Linked DNA regions of Cricetulus griseus: region 1 is linked to region 2. The links are chromatin contacts, called in public Hi-C maps. All regions are on one chromosome and are shown on one strand. Each heading gives the region's core, a stretch centred on a gene start, on an enhancer-like site or on the middle of the called end of the contact. The rest is flanking DNA. Distances are from core to core; before and after follow the strand shown. Region 1 has its middle 8.1 kb from the start of Mrpl33. Region 2 holds the start of Babam2 (BRISC and BRCA1-A complex member 2).

Evidence for each region. A called contact is a pair of places that touch in the nucleus more often than the background predicts.
Region 1: a contact with region 2 is called in a Hi-C map of fibroblasts, with 4 times the contacts expected there. The contact joins the enhancer-like site here to the promoter of Babam2 in region 2. A contact is called at or near these places in 3 of 8 Hi-C or Micro-C datasets (the CHO-K1 cell line and fibroblasts).

Annotation. Positions count from the first base shown.
Region 1 is chr7:12,868,578-12,871,277 of CriGri-PICRH-1.0, reverse strand. No RefSeq gene overlaps it. Among named protein-coding and RNA genes, the nearest start is that of Mrpl33, 8.1 kb to the right of the region's middle. Within about 2 kb of position 1,272, at least 2 of the 6 cell types and tissues checked have open chromatin away from gene starts, as enhancers often do. A contact at or near this core is called in the CHO-K1 cell line and fibroblasts, where this site is marked.
Region 2 is chr7:12,765,768-12,768,467 of CriGri-PICRH-1.0, reverse strand. Babam2 (BRISC and BRCA1-A complex member 2) reads left to right here and starts at 1,334. Exons shown (of 12, transcript XM_027424426.2): 1 at 1,334-1,479. It overlaps Rbks (ribokinase), which reads right to left and starts at 1,137. Exons shown (of 8, transcript XM_027424429.2): 1 at 908-1,137. The coding sequence starts at 1,002.

The sequences.
Region 1 (2,700 bases), core at 23-2,522, 100 kb before region 2:
TGTCATGTCATTTTTCTCCTACCTTTATGTGGATACCAAGGATTGAATTTAGATCCCCAGGATTGAGTGGCAAGTGTTTTTACCCATTGAACTAACTTTCCACCCTTGTTTTATTATTATTGTTGTTATTATTATTATTATTATTATTATTATTATTATTGTTGTTGTTGTTGTTGTTAGAGAAAGGGTCTCATGTAGCCAAGCCTAATCTTGAACTTGCTAATTAGCCAAGGATTATCTTGAGCTCATAGTCTTCTGGCCTCTACTTCCCATATGCCATCATGGATGGCTAGCTTATTCCTGGACATGAAGGGAAACCTTTATATGGGGGGGAAGAGGGTTTATTCATTTTACATTTCAAATAATTTTCCAAGACGGGAAAGTGATTTGGATAAAAAAAACCTAAGTCAATGAATGGCCTCTGGTGTGGTTTTCTGAGCTTTCCTGATCTTGATACAGGGCAGTACATGAGTGCGGTATTGTCAGGGGCAGGGCTCCACCCTCCAGGGATGTTACCCAGAGTATTAGGGTCAGAGCCTGGGCCCTGGCAGCCACAATGAGCTAGGCTCAGCTATCTACCCCCAATAGAGAATTAGGCAAGTTATAGTGAAAAACAGAAAAAAAAAATTTATTCAGTGTAGCCACATTGGGCATCACGTTCTCCATGGGTCTGTCATAGGGGTCTGGCAGGAAGTTAAGGCTTAAGTACTCTGTTTAAGAGGCCCAGAGGCAAAGCAATCCTTGTCAAGATGTGGCTCCTCCCACCACCATTGTCTCAGCTCCATTCTCTCCTTCAAGGTGGTCCAGCAAGTTGTGAGAACTTTGTGAGATCTCTTTCCTGGAGATAAATTCCCCTTTGGCTGGCTCGAGGCTTCAGCTTTTTCCTTCTCTCAGATTGAGACTCCTGGGGAAATTCCAATTTCTTGGGGTCTATTGTTTCAATAGTTTGGTGGCCATCGGGAGGGGCTCGGATGTCAATTTAAAGTGTCTTCACCTGTGTGAGTGTGATTGCTAAGGTTTCTTTTGTGTTAATTCTGCATGAAGAACAAACTCCAGGGCTGGCAAGAGGAGACACCAAACTGTAATCCCTTTCTTGGTTTAGTTTGAAGATGGGTTGGATTGTCACATGCAAGAGGATTTTTGTGTGGGTTCTCCAAGTGCCAAAGTGCTGTTCTAATGTCTTTTGACTCACATCCAGCCAAGTGACTCAGTTCTGGCCCCACAGACCCTCCACAGGCTCTCCCTCCCTCAGGGGTGCAGGTGTGTCCCCATGTGGGGCGGAGGCCAGGAAACTAACCACAATCTCTTGGCTAGGAGAACAGGCTCCTGCCTTGCAGGCAAAACAGGGCAAAAAAGCAGGCAGGCAGAATCCCAAACCACAGAAGCTCAAGTTAGGTCATTCTTGTGAGCATGACAACTGGTTGTCTCTCTGGGTCAACAAAATGAAACACAGACACATCTGAAAGTGGCTTTAAAAGGCTCAGAATTTGCAGGACCGAGTCAGCCTGCCCCTGAATTCTCTTCCAAAACAAGGAGAAGTTAATTGACCCTTCTTTCTTAACAAGTCCCGCCCCCCAGGGGTCCATCATAGGGGTCTATAGCAGAGATGTTGAACAGCAGACAACTAAGTCACATGTTCAGTGTGGGATTCATTCCCTATTTCCATGGACTGTACACTGGGCAGGAGCCATCTTCAAATTCCTTGGAGAAGCTGCAGGGACATTGTTAAGGCTGTGTCTCTGCTTCCTGGGCCACTTACAAATAAGGTTAGGGGTTAGGTCAGCGTGGGGAAAGTAGTGGAAACTTATTTCCTTTCAGATGGGGAATCTGTGTGCGTGCCAGCATGTTGCATGCGAATGTGTGCATATGCTCATGAGGGCAGAGGTGGGTGTTGACAGTCTCCTTTCATTGTTCTCTATCTTATTCTTATTACATTTATTGATTGGTTTATTGTGTGCATCTGAGAGAGTATATGTGTGGACACACACCACACTTCGTGCGTGGAGTCAGAGGACAGTTTGTGGAGACCAGTTCTTTCCTTCTACTCTGTGGGTCCTGGAGTTTGAACTTAGGTTGTAAGACCCCCGGAAAGCTCAGGCCTCCAGGATCTCAGCCCAGGACCGAGGTCACCCCAATCACCAGGCAGAGTCGAAAGCTTGATGCAAACTGCATGAGGCTTTATTATAGTTGTTTAACAAGCTAACACCATGTTAGCTCCGGCCTTCCATCCATCCACCATGGTGGTTGGCTAGAAAGACAGCTCAAAGCGTCAGCATAGAGATCTTATAGGGCAGCATAAGGGGAGTATCTAGGGGTACACACAGGCTCAGGATTGGTGAGCCTCCAGGCTTGGAGGGCTTGCCCTGTGTTGACTGGTCAACTGGTTATTATGGCCCATAGGCCCTCCCAGGGTGGTTGCTATGCTCTGCATACCATTGCTGTGTACCTGTCCATAAAGCACACCCAGAGCCGTAAAGCATAGCACCACTGATTGGTTCCTTGCCATGAGGCAGGCATCTAACCTCTTAGTGACTAAGGCAAGGTCAGACAAGCACGTGTTCAGCTGTTATGGCTGCCGAAATGGGGAGCTGGTCCCTTCAAGGTCATCAGGTTTGGAGGACGGCACTTTTACCTGCTGAGCCACCTTGTCAGTCCCTGAATACTTGATTTTATCTTAAACATGGAATTCTGCTCAGTGCA
Region 2 (2,700 bases), core at 85-2,584:
GTTTAAGTCGAATAAATGAAGACCCAGGAGCTATTTTTTAAAGTAGATATAGGTAGTTTGCTGCAAGGATTTGGTTACTTTGATTACACCAAGGCCTTATTTCAAGGTTCTCTGTTATCATTTGGAAAAAGATTTAGGGACAGATGAGGTCTTAATCGTTGCATACTTAATCATTTAAAAATGATATTAAGTTGCATTGTATTAGAAATGTGGTCATTAACATAAACAGAATTGGAGTGGTATGGACCTTCTTGGAATTATTTTTCTACAACATGTATACTTTTATGCTTAAAAAGCTGTTTTCATAAAAACAATGATGACAAATCAGAAGGAAATCTCTTACAATCTAACTCAACTATTTTCATTTAGCATATTTTTCATCACTATCCGATCATAGTTTTTTTTAGTAGTTACAATTCTTATGTGTGGTGTTTTTTGTTTTGGACTCACACTTGGGTTTACCACAAGGTTGACCCACGGCTCATTTCTACATAAAACTGTAAACACGAAACACTGCAGGAATGCCAACAATCGACAGAGTGAAAAGGTGTGTGTGCCTTTTTGCCTCGACGCCTTATTTCACATGTGTTCAAATCGAGTAATGCCCAGTTGGGGGTGGTTGTCCTCACAACCCTGTAGGGTAGGTGCATTCTCAGAGGTTAAAATGTCACCGGGCAGCGTAGCCAAAAACCAGGTTCAGGTGTTTGGGGAGGGGTGGGGGTGTCTTTCGGCATCAGAGCTTTCACGGAGCGGCGCCCCGTCCCTTCCTTCCCGTGTCCTCAGGTGTCCACGTCAGGAGTGGCGCTGTGGACACCTGAAGCTCACAGCAAAGCTCCACGGTGGGTGCCCACAGACCCGAGGCCCGGGGTCGCCCTCCCGAGACCCTGCGCTGCGGCCCCGCACTAACCTCACCAGGTCGGTCATGCAGGAACCCACCACCACCACCGCCGCCGCCGCCACCTCCTCCTGCCACGGCCTCCCGGGCTCCCCGGACGCCGCCATTACTACCTCGCTCGACCCGGACGCTGCCCTTTGCCCTTTGCCTGACCCCGCCACCAGAGACGTCGCTCCTTCCTCCCTCACGCCGCGGCCGTCCCCCTCGCCTGCTCGGGTCGCCCACCCGAATGCCCGTGAAACCGCCCGGGCCTCCGGCGGCTCCCGGCTCTTTAGGACCCACGTTCCCGCCCCGCCTCACAGCACAGGGCTCGGCCGCCACGGCGAGAGTCGGCGTCGCTCGCCCGACCCGAGGCCGGAGCCGCGGGGAAGCTTCAGGCGCTACCCGGCCGCCTTCCTTAGCTTCCGGCTGGGCTCGGCGCGGGCACGCGCACGCCCGCCCGGCTCCGGAGGGGGCGGGACGTCCGGGGGAGCGCGCACGCATCCGGCCCGCGGTTCGCGCGCAGGTCGGTGCGTCGGTCGGGGGCGCGCTCGGGTAACCTGTACCCCGTCTAGTCGCCGGTTACTGATCGGACTAAGTTCCAGGTACCTGGACCCGGGCTGGTGCGGGGAGGTTGGATCTCAGTCGCACAGGTGGCGCCGAGAGCCATGTTTGAGTATGGCCAGAGCGCTTGCCTCTTCCTCAAGAGAAGGCCCGCGTCCCAAAGATGCCCTGCTCGCTCCCAGCACGCGGATCCCCTCAAGAACCAGCCCCCAAGACCCGGGGCTGCTCTCTCTCCCCACGTGCCTTGCTCACTCCCGGCCCCTGAAGAAGCCTGCTTCCTTTGCGCTAGATGGGGGGAATCATACAGTTTGGGAGAAAGGGTTGGATCTCTTTAGGTTTTCCTCAGAATGGGTGGCCATTCTTCGGATCTGAACCGGCTCGCTCTCCCCGTCCCTCCCCGCTGTTGCCCAGTTGGAGAAATGGCTCCCCCACAGTAACTTCCCTCGTGCGCCATATGACGCGAACGTGATGCAGCAGGCGGCCACCCCTTTCCGTTCCATGACGTCAACGGGGCACATGTTTCCGTGTTTGTCATCCTCCTAATAGCAAGAGCCGGATCGGTGCTTTTTACGTCTTTGTACTCCCCAGATAGCCAGCCCACCAAAAGACCTCATGTGACCTTACCTTGCGGCAGCAGATTTCTATAAAAGTATATATTTGCATTTTTCCTTCTGCAATACGTCAAAATCAGGAAATACAAATTGCAAAGCAAACATTCATGAAAGACTGGCCACCAAAAATTTCTGCCCTTCGGGGATCCGTTATAATGTGCTATGTGTAAAAGAGGGTGTGTGTGTGTGTGTGTGTGTGTGTGTGTGTGTGTGGTATTTCCAACCTGTATCTCTGCATATTGTACCAAAGGTCCATCATTTTTTTTTGTTGTTTTTTTGTTTTTCAAATTCCTCATTTTGGAGTCAGTATAGTTTTCCTTCTTTATTAGAGAATTTATACTTCACAACTGAAACATATTTAATCTGCACAAAACCTTTCACTGTCTAAAAACTGCATATGGCTGCTCTGGAAATAAAAGCAGAAATCCATTCCCTCGGGTATGATCCTAAAGTCTTGACACTTGCTGAAGTGGAAAGGGTTGTTATAATCACTAGCGTGGTTTGGCATCTGGAGTAGGTTTGTTTCTTTTGGCATTTAACTAGTGAATCATTCAGGCTAGCGTCGGCACTGGTCAGCAGTAGCCTAGCTGCTTTCTAGTGTACAAATTCATGACCATGTCTTCCTATTTGACAAAGTGTATGCTTTAAAAA